Regions from separate parts of the Mus musculus genome. Here regions 1 and 3 are each linked to region 2. A link is a contact called in public Hi-C and HiCAR-type data. All regions are on one chromosome and are shown on one strand. The core of a region is the stretch at or near the end of the contact, and the rest is flanking DNA. Distances in the headings are between cores, read along the strand shown.

What was found. Hi-C and Micro-C count contacts between places; a contact is called where the count stands out from the background. HiCAR-type assays count read pairs that join an accessible place to other places.
Region 1: a contact with region 2 is called in a HiCAR-type map of astrocytes, with 3 times the contacts expected there. The contact joins the enhancer-like site here to the promoter of Rbm43 in region 2. A contact is called at or near these places in 6 of 39 promoter capture datasets (the 3T3-L1 cell line, cranial neural crest, embryonic stem cells and 3 more), 2 of 115 datasets of contacts at active chromatin or transcription factors (astrocytes and stem cell-derived neural progenitor cells) and 1 of 9 other capture datasets (embryonic stem cells).
Region 3: a contact with region 2 is called in a Hi-C map of bone marrow-derived macrophages, with 13 read pairs. The contact joins the enhancer-like site here to the promoter of Rbm43 in region 2. A contact is called at or near these places in 1 of 39 promoter capture datasets (hippocampal neurons), 1 of 484 Hi-C or Micro-C datasets (bone marrow-derived macrophages) and 2 of 9 other capture datasets (adipose tissue and embryonic stem cells).

Annotation. Positions count from the first base shown.
Region 1 is chr2:51,054,361-51,058,417 of GRCm38.p6, reverse strand. No RefSeq gene overlaps it. Among named protein-coding and RNA genes, the nearest start is that of Gm32360, 32 kb to the left of the region's middle. Within about 2 kb of position 1,882, at least 70 of the 459 cell types and tissues checked have an H3K27ac peak or open chromatin away from gene starts, as enhancers often do.
Region 2 is chr2:51,931,865-51,936,457 of GRCm38.p6, reverse strand. It overlaps Rbm43 (RNA binding motif protein 43), which reads left to right and starts at 1,295. Exons shown (of 5, transcript NM_001141981.2): 1 at 1,295-1,626; 2 at 3,935-4,058. The coding sequence starts at 4,056.
Region 3 is chr2:51,303,573-51,307,617 of GRCm38.p6, reverse strand. No RefSeq gene overlaps it. Among named protein-coding and RNA genes, the nearest start is that of Gm13497, 64 kb to the right of the region's middle. Within about 2 kb of position 1,942, at least 64 of the 459 cell types and tissues checked have an H3K27ac peak or open chromatin away from gene starts, as enhancers often do. A contact at or near this core is called in adipose tissue and bone marrow-derived macrophages, where this site is marked.

The sequences.
Region 1 (4,057 bases), core at 633-3,132, 880 kb after region 2:
CTGTGAGCCCCCACTCCAGCTGAGGAGCTATTTAGAGTTGATGGCTTCTAGGGGAGGAGAGTCAGGTTTTGTTGAGTGGTTGTCCCCTGGTATGTGTCCTCTGATGTGTCTGTCAGGGTCTATGAATGAATAGGCGGCACAGATGGAACTCAGTGGCTTACTGCAAGAAGAAAAGAGAGGGTATGAACTTGGAGGCGTGGGGAATTGGGGGTGGATCTGAGAGCAGCTTGGGAATATGATCAACACATAATTTATGCATTATGAAATTCTGAAAAACTAATACAATTTTATGATTAATAAATAATATTGTTTGCCTTTCTCAGTTTCCTGAGTGCTGTTCAGTAACTAAGTCTCGTATGATTCTTCTCTTAGTGTTTTTTCACAGGTATTGGGTGTTCTGCGAGCTTCTTCTATGGGAGCTCTCTTGCCTGAGCTGCTATCCTGTATGCTGGAGGTCTCCTGCTACATGGTGGCTCTGTGGGGACTCCTCCTTGCTTCATTCTCCTACTGAAGACCCAAGTCTTCTCCCATCATTTCATGGAAGAACTCTCAGAGAGCTTCCTAGGGAAGCATTTGGTAGTGTTTGTTTGTTTGTTGTTTTTTAAATCACTTAGGTCTAAAACTATCTTTAAAACTTCAGTCCTTAATAATGGAATGAAAGTCTAGCTGACTCCAGAGTTACAGATTTAAATAAATGCCTATCAGGTAGTCCTGTGTCATACAGTTTCTCCTGGCTGATGTGAAGAAGTCTAAAGCCTTCCAATTCTTGTATCTTCGCACAGCGACATTTGCTTTCTTTCTGGCAAGGTTCACACTCTAGACAGAAAGTTTTTTTTTTTTTTTAAAAGTATGCCCTGATGTTAATTTGTTTTTGTGTATTGTACTGCCTGTGCCTTCAGAGATGCACAACCATGACACATTTTGCAGAAATACACCATACCTAACAGGTTCTACTCTAAGCCACCATTAAAATGACCATTTTCACACAGTTGCTTTGACATTTAAACATAACAATAGAAGCCACATATTTTGTGACAGGAAATATTGTTAGTCCTTGTGGGGATTTTGCATTGTTTGCTTGTTTGTTTTTGAGCTAGATTTATGCTCTGTAGCCCCAAGCTGGCCTTGAACTTCTGGTCTCCTTCCATTGTCATGGGTGCAACAGATAGGTACCACTGTGCCTGGCTCCAGCGTGTCTTCATGATCTCAAGCTAAATGATAGAGATGTCTTAATCAAGATATAATTACCTCATGGAGTCTTTGAAACCTGAACCGGTGGGAATGTGGGATGGGTTACTATCAGAGCTGAGCCTGTGGCAGGAGCCCTGAGGGACTGCATGAGGAAGGAGCCAGCAGTAGCTTGCACCTAAGTCCTACGAATTGATGGCTTAGTCCTGCAAAGCAAGGATCTAGCTGACTGTTTCCTACCAGCAAATGCACAGGACAGATTTTCTCTAAGAAGATACCCTTAAGGCCTCAAACTGGAGTTGGAGGAGGGGCTAGATTCGAACATTTAAGCCTTCATTTTCAAAACTACAGTAATCTCTCCAACAGAAATCAGGGTCGCATAAAAGAGGGGTGGAGAAGAAGGTGTTGTTTCTCTGTAAGAAAAATAAAAGAACTGAATGCTAGAGAGTGGAATTGTAATTACAGAAAAAGCTGACAAATTTACCCATAAAATAAGATGTATGGTAAAGGTCGCCAAGCTTTAACAGCGACATAATTCAGAATTGTCAAAATGCCTGGAATTATTCCTCGGGGAATTATAGTTTACTTGTTACAGAGTCAGCCTCATGATTCCTGGTGGACCCAAACCAGATGTAGCCGGAATCCCTTTGGGTGCAGGGAGAAGTCCCTCAGCTGTGGGTGAGCACACCTCTACCTCTGACCAAAGGTCTTCCACACCAGTGCTATCTATCCACAGTGACATCCGCTCTTCAAGTCCCTCCCTTCATTTCCTGGTCAACATGAAATTTGGAGTTTGGACCTTGACTTTTTTTTTTTTTTTTCTGCCTGTATGCCTGTCTTCATTTTCTTCATGGCTGGTTTAAACTAATTCCTCTGGAAGCAAGAGACTTCACTCCAACTCTCTGGCAGCAAACCCCTGAGCCAGATTTCATGGCCTCTGAAACGATGCATGACTAAGCAACATAAAAAGAGGGTGGGGTGAGGCCGAGGTGGTGGAAGAGGTAATGTTACACACAGACAGCCGTGCTTGTTAACATTCTACTGAGATTGTTTCAGTCTGGTGGGAAAAGGAAATACCCAGAGCTCCCTCTTTCACTGGCCCAGAACTTTTCCTCCATCTTCAAAGGACAGAAGAAAAAAAATCTATTTGTTGTTTCTCAGAGGTTACATCTTTACAAAGTTACATATTTCGTGAGAAGAAAAACACTTCAGGGCAGAAAGACATAGAAGAATATAAGAAAGAATGGAAAAGATATGTCATAGAAAAGATATGTCACTTTACAATTGGCTAATGATATCTTTAAAAATCATAATTTACTTCTCATCATGAAAGAATCTCTGTGCATTTCCCTGTGGTTGCAAACCAATACTGAACTTAGACATTTTGTCTGGGTTCTTACCATTGTGTGCAAAATATTTTTAAGACATTAAATAGTGTTTACAAATATTATCTTTACTGAAATAAAATGTCATTACATTTTTAAATTTTGAGATGGGGGTTTTCTGAGTAGCCCTGGCTGTTCTGGGACTTGCTCTGTGTGGACCAGGCTAATTCTTTTAGCAGCCCAAGTTTTACATGTTCAAGTTTTACTTAGGGCATGGATTTTGAACCTTCATCACATTTATCTGCTTCCGTTTTTCCGCTTGTTTTGTTTGGATAAACTCCAAGGAGTGGAGATACCGGAGACAAAGGCTTTGATTACTTCTGCCATTCTTGTGGCAATTGCCCAACTTCAGCTTTAAAAGCTACTATCAGATTTCATCCCTATAAGACAATCTGAGGTGGTGTTTCCTTAAACATTCTTTCCAACACATGATACTGTTGTTATTTGATGTTGATATTTCAGTTTAAAAGGCTGTGGTTTATTTCAACTGTCCTTATAGGAAACATTGCCCTTTAAAAATGAATATCATCAGTTTGTATTTTCCTGCTTTTTTTTTTTTGGTTTTGGTTTGTTTTTTTGGTTATTCGAGACAGGGTTTCTCTGTGTAGCCCTGGCTGTCCTGGAACTCACTCTGTAGACCAGACTGGCCTCGAACTCAGAAATCCGCCTGCCTCTGCCTCCCGAGTGCTGGGATTAAAGGCGTGCGCCACCACGCCCGGCTATTTTCCTGCTTTTTAAATCCCCTGTTCATATTGTTAGCCATTTAATCTGATCGGTGATATTTATATTTTCCTTACATAAATGATAGGAAATTTTCATGTGTTAGTACCATTAACCCTTCATTGAGTTATAACTTACATGTACTAAACTAAATATATTTAATTTTTCAATATTTATTTCATGTGTGTGTGTGCGTGCGCGAGTATATGGGGGCAAGTGCCATAGCTGATATATAAGAATCAGAGTACAACTTTCAAGACTCACTCCTCACCTTCTGCCATGTGGTTCCAAAGATCAAATTCAGGCCCTCAAGTGATGCCATGCACGCAAGTACGGTATCTGTTGAGCCATCTTTCTGGCCCAATTAAGCATGTACCAAGCACTTTTAAATCATAAGTGCATCCCCGAGATCAAGATAAAGGCACAGCCTTCACCCTGAACACTTCTCTTTGCTCCTGGCGGTCTTCCTATCTTCTGTTTTCCTTTGTTCTCTCTAATGTATCAGAACAACCCCTTCCTTACTGTCTATCCTCATTGCTTGGTTGTCACCTGTCCCCTTCCTATGGCTTCTCATGGATTGCATGCTTTCATCTACTTTATTCCTCATGATTTTAACCTTTATCCATGTTTATCTAATACATTGCTGAGTTGTGTTTGATTACGATATAAACTGGTGTGCTTATTCGACCAAACATGGAAATTTGAGTGCTTTCTCTGTGTAGCTCTGGCTGTTCTTGGACTCTGTAGAGCAGGCTTGTCTAGAA
Region 2 (4,593 bases), core at 46-2,545:
ACCTTAGTCACGGTAAAGGTCACGGCTACCAATCCTACTGAAAAGAAGAAGAGCATCAGAACAGCATACTAATTTTATTAATAGCTTATCACCATTGAATGTGACACAGAGGTCATCCGAGAGAAACAGCCAGAGGCCCGAAAAATACAGTTTTTATGCTCAAGGTAGATAAAGATTGGACAGCTTTGGGAACTGTGACTGGACAGAAGTTCGCTTTCTTGTTCTGGTTTGCTCTCTATTGCTGGATAAACTCCATGACCCAAAGCACCCTGGGAAGGTCAAGGTCTATTTTGGTTTATAGGTTACAGCAGCGCAAGCCAGGAACCTGAAGCAGGAGCCTGGCGGAACTGCTGCTGACCACTTCCTGTCTGCTCACTTTCACCTGCCTAAGGATGGTACCGCCCACAGGAGGCTCACCTCTTCTGCATAAATTAGCAATCAAGAAAATGCCACACTCCAATAGCGGCAGTACACCCCTTTAATTCTAGCCAAGGCAGGCAGATATCCCTGTGTTCGAGGCTAACCTGGTATACAGAGCAAGTTCCAGGACAGCCAGAGTTACACAGAGAAATCCTATCTCGAAAAACCAAAAAATGAAAAAAGGACAGAAAATGCCACAGACATGCCTACAGTACAGAGGTAGTTTCTCAGTTGAAGGTCCTCTTCCCAAATTAATCAAGTTGACAGTCAAGATTAGCCATCCCAGCCTGTCTGGATTCATCTTTGCTCTGTGCAGCATTCCTTAATGCGGGAATGGGACTTCCCTCAGAGAGAGGGGAGTATGTTTCATAGCTTGTTTGGGACGAGAGGTGTCTATTTTATATGACCCAACGTTGGGGAAGAAGAATCCTGTTTTCTGTGACTGGCTTAGGGTCAACAAAAATGCAGGAGAGAGTCAGGAAGGGGTCAGAGGGACTTGGCTTCAGGAATAGGGCAAGCTAAAGTGCTTATGTGGGGAGCTGTATTCTGAGTCCCTGAGAGATGTCCAAATCTTTAGAAATGTTTGCATCTAAACTGGTTTGTGGGATCTGCTAATTTGAGCACACCGGTTGAAAATTGGTATCTCCCAATTTCAGTTTCTATTTCTTTACAAGGGAGTTCGTGCTCTGCTTTTGCCTTTATATTTCTTTGATTTTACTGGGCTAGATTTCTTGTGTCCCAGGCTCCAGGGCCATTCGGCCAAGTGATTGAGTTTTGTGGGCAGCAGGGTACCTTCTTCATGTGCTCTGCGTTCCACCGGTGATGAGCCTGGGCGGACCCTGCTGGCGGGAAGGAAGTGTCGGGGATCGGGTTTGAGAATGCGCTGGAGAGACGGGGCAAAGCCTAGGAATGAGTTTGGAGAGAAGCCCAGATGCCCCTGGGGCATCTTGCACAGGTACCTCAAAGGCGCCAAGGGACCGACCCAGCCGGGCTCCGCCCTTCCAAACTGAGTCTCCAAGGAAACGGAACTGGAAAGCGAAAGCGGAACCCGTTCACCTCCAGTTTAGCGCTCCCGCTGCTCGAACATCTCCGAGGCCTGGCAAGTCGCTTTTCCCCGGGTTGCAGTGCAGGAAGGCGCGCCGAGGGTCCCGGAGCACGTGTCCTGCGCGGTCGCGCGCCCCGAAGTGGCCGTCACGGGCGCAGCAGGTCTGGCTCCCACGCGTGGGGATACGGCCTCTTTTCTCACCCGCCCCTGCTCAATAGGCAGGGACTCACGGGTTTTGTCCGGAAGGTGGTTTGGGCGGGACTGCGGTTAGGAGTGGGGGCGAGGACAGTGACCCAGAAATGGAGGCTAACTACTGGAAGGAGCCAGTAAGAAGTGTCTGAGCTGAAGGCACTGGCTTGCTGTCCCTCTCTCCGTCAGAGCTAGGCCTTTGACCAGGGACCCGGGGTTTTGCCTAGATGACTGTGTTTTGGAGCTGTTACAGTGAGTGCGTGAGTTTCTATATATATTTTACCTGATTTTGTGTGTGTGTGTGTGTGTGTGTGTGTGTGTGTGTGTGTGTGTGTGTGTGTGTGTGTGTGTTTTACTTGGTGAGAGTCAAGGTATAGTGCATGAAAATAAACTATTGAGAAAACAAATAGAAAACAAAACAGCAAATGAAATATTTCTTCTTAGTGCCACACTTAAGAAGAAAGTGTTACTTTACACCACTGTCAGTCTGTCTGTCTGTCTCCCTCTCTCTCCCTCTTTTTCTCCTTCCTTCCTTCCTTTCTGACATCAAGGCCAGAGCTTCTTAAAGCAGAGCATGGAAACTGTAAAATGGCACCACACCTCTGCTGAAATTCCCGTATTTCATAGTCTTTGAGTGGATTGTTTTTCTTCTTCACTGTGCACAGAGGAAGACAGGTCATTCTCTGCTTATAACGGGTCTCAGGAGAAGGCATGTAGCCACATGTCCTCAGACTTAAGTGAGTTAGTGAAGAAAGGATGTGCAGGACGTTGACGAGACCACGGAATGAAGTGAGGTCTTGCAGAACAAGGTGATTCTAAAGATAACGTGTGCGTAGACACTTGAATTAAGAAACGCATTAGTGCTGATGAGGTGTGGAGCTCTCCTGAGCTTAAATGGATATTTGTCTTTGATATTGATGAATGGCTGGAAGGTCTGTAGTTCATGAGCCACTTACCAAGGAGGCTGGCGTGGGCTGTCAGGGAACTGTGCTGCAGAGATAAAAGCCAGGAAGTCACACAGGCTGGAAGTCTGAAAAGTTCCTCTTGTAAGGGAAATTGCATTAAGTGTCTGAGGACTAGACTGAGGTATATTTTCATCTTTTCACTATACCATCTAGAAGACAAATAGTTTACTTCCATTAAAGTGTCTTTTTTGTCATATACCCAGTAAGTTTTAACTTTTTACAGTTTTGAGAATTTTATCTTCAGGAGGTCTCCCTTTGCCTTGTATTCGACCAACATGAGCCATGCCCCCCCCCCCTCCCCACATCCCTGCCCCAGCTTTGTGTGCTGAAAACAACTTCCCCCTGTTCCTCTCCCCTCCCTCCTCCCCCCTCCCCGCCCCTCCTCCTCCCTCCCCCTCTTTTTGGTTTGGTTGTCCAAGACGGTGTTTCTCTATGTAGCCTTGGCTGTCGTGGAACTAGCTTTATAGAGCATTGTGACCTCACACTCATGGAGATCCACCTGCCTCTGCCTCCCAGTGCTGGGATCTAAGGTGTGCACTGCCACTGCTCAGCCTGAAAACTTCTTTTTTCTTGATATTTTGTTGTCTCAACTCCAGTTCTGCCCCAGCCTTCAAGGCCTCTCATTCACAGAGCCTTTCGTGCTTTAGCCAGAATTAATCTTGCTTCTTAATCCTGGATGGCCTTTACTGTAGTCTTACAGGATTTTATTGTGGGTGGTATGTGTTCGAAATGAGATGCTCTGTTTCCTTCTGTAGAGCAATATGGTTTTTATGCAAACCGAGCTCCTCTGAAATGACGTAAGTGACCTTCTTATCCTTGAGCTAGAAGTCCCCACTGGATGAATTGTCAAGCCCCTTGAATGCTGCAGGGCAGAAAGACAACACCGCACATTTTTATTCGTTAAATTAATTTTATCGTATTTTATGTGTGTGTTTTGCCTCCATGTATGTATGTACATCACATGCGTGCCTGGTGTCTTCAAAAGCCAGAAGAGGGTGTCAGACTCCCTTGAACTGGAGTTACAGGCTGTTGTGAGCCACCAGGTTGGTGTAGGGAATGGAACCCAGGTTCTCTGTAGGAGTAGCAAGGCCTCTTAACCCCTGAGCCATTTTCCCAGCTCTGTACAGTACATGTTTTGAAGAGGACAGAATTTCAGGGCAACAGATTTCTTTCTGCTTGCCACTTGTGCCCAATGTGTTGTCGGATGTGGAATGTTTTGTTCAATGAATACAGTTTTTGTAATGCCTTAAGTGATAGGATGTGTGTGTTGAGAATGTCATACATACATAAGTAAACTTAAAAATGACCTCATTAGATAGGATCTGTGTGCCATCTCATCGTCTTGACTCAGCAACCGGGTGAAAGGCAGAGATTCTGAGACCGTGCATCTTCTGGACCATCACCACCACTGGCTTAGTCATTTTCTGAATCCCGCTATGGTAAGTGAGGAGGAATGACTGCTTTCTTCCATTTTCAACTTTGGGAGCTGTGCTGTAATCTTGCTTAAGTTTTTCTTCAGGTTGTTTTTGTACCTTCTATAACGTACTTAACCTGTGTATCAGGTTACATAATTGTCTGTAATGTAACTGTGTCATTATCCCTTTAATTTCTATTAACACTGGCTTTAATCCTACATTGACCGCATTGAGTATTTTCATTTTCTTTGTAGCCACTTTGAGTTTTTGTGAAGACTTGGCACGTTTAGTCTAAAAGTTAAAATTCAACAGTGGTGCATCCTAAGGAGCATATACGTTTCCAGCAGGGTCTAATTGCTAATTGCTGGCTAAAGATGTTTCCCCCCTTTTGGACTTAAGTCATGTGTAATTTTTCTTTGTCACATAAAGGGAAATATTTCTAGTGATGCTTAAAGGTATCTTTTCTGTTTGTGCTTTCCCCCTTTACTTAAGATTTAGTGCACTCTAGCGGGGCGTGGTGGCACACGCCTTTAATCCCAGCACTCGGGAGGCAGAGGCA
Region 3 (4,045 bases), core at 693-3,192, 630 kb after region 2:
ACAGATGATTCCAAACAAAACGTAATTACAGAGGAGGGGACAAGCCACAAATCTGATGTGAGACTGCCTGACTTAGAAAACGATTACATCCTGTATCCTCCAGGAAGTTTGCTTTCCATTCAAATGGTCAAGAAGCCTGAGCATCCTTTGTTTCCCGGAGGGAAGTATATATCTGAAATCTGGCATAACCCACTGGATGTCGGTGCATCACTCATGGAAGGAGAACAATGAAGAAAAAGAAAATACATGAAAATAGACATATGAATTTGGGGAGCTTACTTGCCTTGAGGGGAAAGATCCGTGGAATAACTATTAGCACCCTTGAAAATATTGCTCCCATGCCTCATTATGCCACCTAGATTTCCATCCTGTCACATTCGATGAGGTTTGTGCAAGCCAGTGATGCTAGGCCTGTCAGCCTGATAGTCTAATTTAGAATGACTCTCATGGCACCATTTGTAAAGCTTCCTGCAAAGCAATGAAGGGAGCCTTGGCAGGTGTTCTTTCTAACTCCATTTGTTGAGGATATTTTACGATTTTGGTGTGAACAGTGCTGTGCTCATGATGTGAAGGTCCATCTAGGCATCCTTGCTGCTATTCATGATTTTAAAACAACAGCCACGGAAACATCAAAAAGCCCAAGCTGAGCACAAGAAGTTGCATCTAACTCAGCTGGTAGAAAGTCGTGTTGTTTACCATGCATTCAAGTTCATTACCTTAGTTGTGATTTGCTGCAATCAGCTAAATCCACTCTGTTAATTCTCTTACTTTTCAGTAAGATTCTAATTGCATATAGCAGGCTGTCTTTTGAGCCCTGGGTGAGCTGGCCATCTTAGTTAGAGAAAGTGTGTATTGTTCAGAGATCAAACAGCAACTACCTTGTTACATCTGCATACTTGGTTGTTTTCCAAGGAGTTCCTGGAACTCCCAGTATCTTTCTGGTACCAGAGTGTGCAGACCTTAGAAATCATCCCTAGGTTTGTTTCACCCTTGGTTTGAGGGCACAATCAGTGATAGTCAAAGAAGGAAGACACAGGCATTGAAGCTTCTAAGTGAATAAAAGACTACAGCACAGTGATGCTGTTCTAGGAGACATTATCAGGCAGTAGCAATCCTCAACTATGGGAATCCTTGCAGCCCAAGGGGACACAGAGGATAATTTCCATATAAAGGAAGCAGATGAGTCACTACCCTTCCTTCTGCCTCCAGAAAATGCCTATGTTCTTCCATAGCTCCAAGCCATTCTTTCCCAGAAAGCTTTAGGGATGGCACAGCTGAACTTCTTGTGTTTAGTGGGCTAATTTCCCCCCACTCTCGGGCAGGTGTAATGTTTATTGTCCATAGACATTGTGCATCTTTGTAGAGAGCCTGATGGGATCCCAGTAGAATGACGCGAGAGGAAGAACAAAGATAACAGAGAGCCTCGGTATAGCCTCTGGTCCTACTTCCAAATTATTTCGGGAATGATCTCTTCCTCTTCCTGTAGCTCTCAATGTGCGTCCTTGTATTCCCACTGCACACCAACATTTCAGGCTCTGTGTGTCCCCTCCCCATGCATTTCTCTCCCTAGACAGACAAGAATAATTATTTCTCTTCTCATTTTCCTCTTCCTATGGCCTCTCTGTGAGCATCATTAGGTTACACTATTACATTCCAAGAGCTATGCACTTGATTTAGGTGAATTTGCTAGAAACAGCGCTAACCCTGCTTGATTGAAGAGAAACCTCACATTTGCTCTCTTGCTTTCCCTCCCTGGATTTCTCCCTCTAGTTGAGTACAAAGAATCTGCAATCTGCTTTCAGTCAACACTGCTGACACATCAAAGAAATATGACTTTAATTTTTTTTTCTAAGAAAAAATGAATCATGTAGTGTTCCCCGTACAGACAGTACCCTCCTCTGTTAGATGGCTGTGTAATCTAAAATCCTGGGTCCCATTTTTTTATGCCAGCAATGGTCAAATGATTGAGACTGCAGTGCAGAGCGCCACCACACCAGGACATGACCTCATCTGCTCTGAGAAACGGAGTGGGGTTGAGCTGGGTCAGTGTTTGCGGGAGCATGTTTCCGGTGAGAGCTGAGAAAATCTCAGGAAGGGACAACAATTTCTCATTCTGTTCAACAGCCGTCTTTGATGAGAACACTTGAGTTGAAAATTCAAACTAATGATAAGCTTATTATTATCACAGGAAAACCACTCAGTAGAAAACAGTTCCATCTTTTTATGAATAAGCAACAAGACACAACAACTATTTTTTTAAAAAAGAAGAAGAAGGTTCATTCATAGTTCATTTTAATGTCAGGAAGTGAAAATAAGTGAATCCATTTTTTTTTCTCCCCAAATGAATAATTACTAAGGATGGGTGGTTACAAGCAGAACATTTTCAGCTTTTTTTTTTGTACTGCTCTAGTCGTCTTTTCTATGATTCATCTGTCATTTTTTTAAAGACCTTCAATAGTCTTGTGAATCATCTACATACCTGTTTCCAAAGACTACCAGAGAAATGCAGAGCACTTGCTGATCAAGGTTCACAAACCAGAGAGCCAGCCGCACTTAGGATCCAGAATATCTCACCAAACAAAGCAGCACGTTCTCCAGTCACTCAGATGAGCCAGGGCCTTTTGTCACGTTGTGCTGAGGCAGAGGAGGCAGTTTGGAAGATAAATAATGAGAAATAGCACTTAGGGCTGGATTTTGTAATTATGTTCTGCCCACTAAAGGTTCCTATAAGCATCACCAGGCCTTGACTCTTTCAGCTTCTCATGACTCATGGCTGCGATACAGCCCACTGTGAGGGAGCTGTAATCCGAAAGCCAGGAGAACAATCTCCCTTGAGTGTATGTGCAGGTGGACGAGCCAGGGGTGGGTGTCTGAGTCTGTTTCTGTGACAGCAGGACTTCTGCAGGTTTGTTTCAGCTGCCAAAGAAACGACTCTGCTGAATATGAATTAGGCTGTGCTTTACCTCTTGTCCTTGGAGGTATCTCTATCAACACCACACACACACACACACACACACACACACACACACACACACAGAGAGAGAGAGAGAGAGAGAGAGAGAGAGAGAGAGAGAGAGAGAGAGAGAGAGAGAGAGAGCCCACCCAGCTATGCTCTCAAATAAGGCAGGTAGTTGCATTTTCTGGAATCAACACTGAGCAAAGAAACATTCTAGAGCATGTATGCTGTGTGTGGAGGATAGCAGAGAAAATAAGGAACAAAGAATGTGTATTATAAACCCAAGGAAATAGATGGAATAGGTGACTTAATGAGAAAAAATAAAATAAAAAGAAAAGCAACTAATACAAGCTACTAAAATGGACAGTGAATTATACCTGTAAAAATATGAATTGAGTAAGTGACCCTGGACATTCTCATGCAAAGAAAAAGGACGTGAAAGAAGAAATAAAGTTGACAACTGGGAAAACTGCAGGTAAAATATTAGGTCCCTGGCACATCTTAGGAGAGATGCACAAAAAGCTAATATATTTCTAAACTTTCCAGATATACCTGAATTTTTTGTATGCAAGGTAAATTGGTATCTTTGGGCTGTGTCTCCCAAACTGACATTCTTCAAAACTATGCAATGTCCACTTATATTCCTATACTTTTAAGGGGTGTTCTGGTTTTAGAAACGACTCATTTATGCCCTGTCTTTGAGGTTAACAAAGAGTACTAGCACTGAAAGGACCACAGAATGCCTCTATAACACAGCTACCTGTAGGACTTGGCTCCCATTTTCTCCAAGTGTACTTGAATAAGACTTTTTTTCTTTGTTTGTGTGTCATGTTGTATTTTGTCCAAGGACCATTGGTTTAGGAGTCCTCTGTGGGTCCTAGGCAGAGAAGCCCCCCCCCAAGAGAACAAGGTTGAGCCCTGCATCCTTCCTCAATTGCTAGTAGAAATGGCATCCTGCATCTTTCCTCAATTGCTAGTGGAAATGCCTTTATCAATGCTCCAAAAGAACTTTCAGGTTTCCCCCTAATTCTTCAATCAACCATCTTCTTTTGAATCTTTTCATAATTTAACTGTTAACTGTTTTATTTT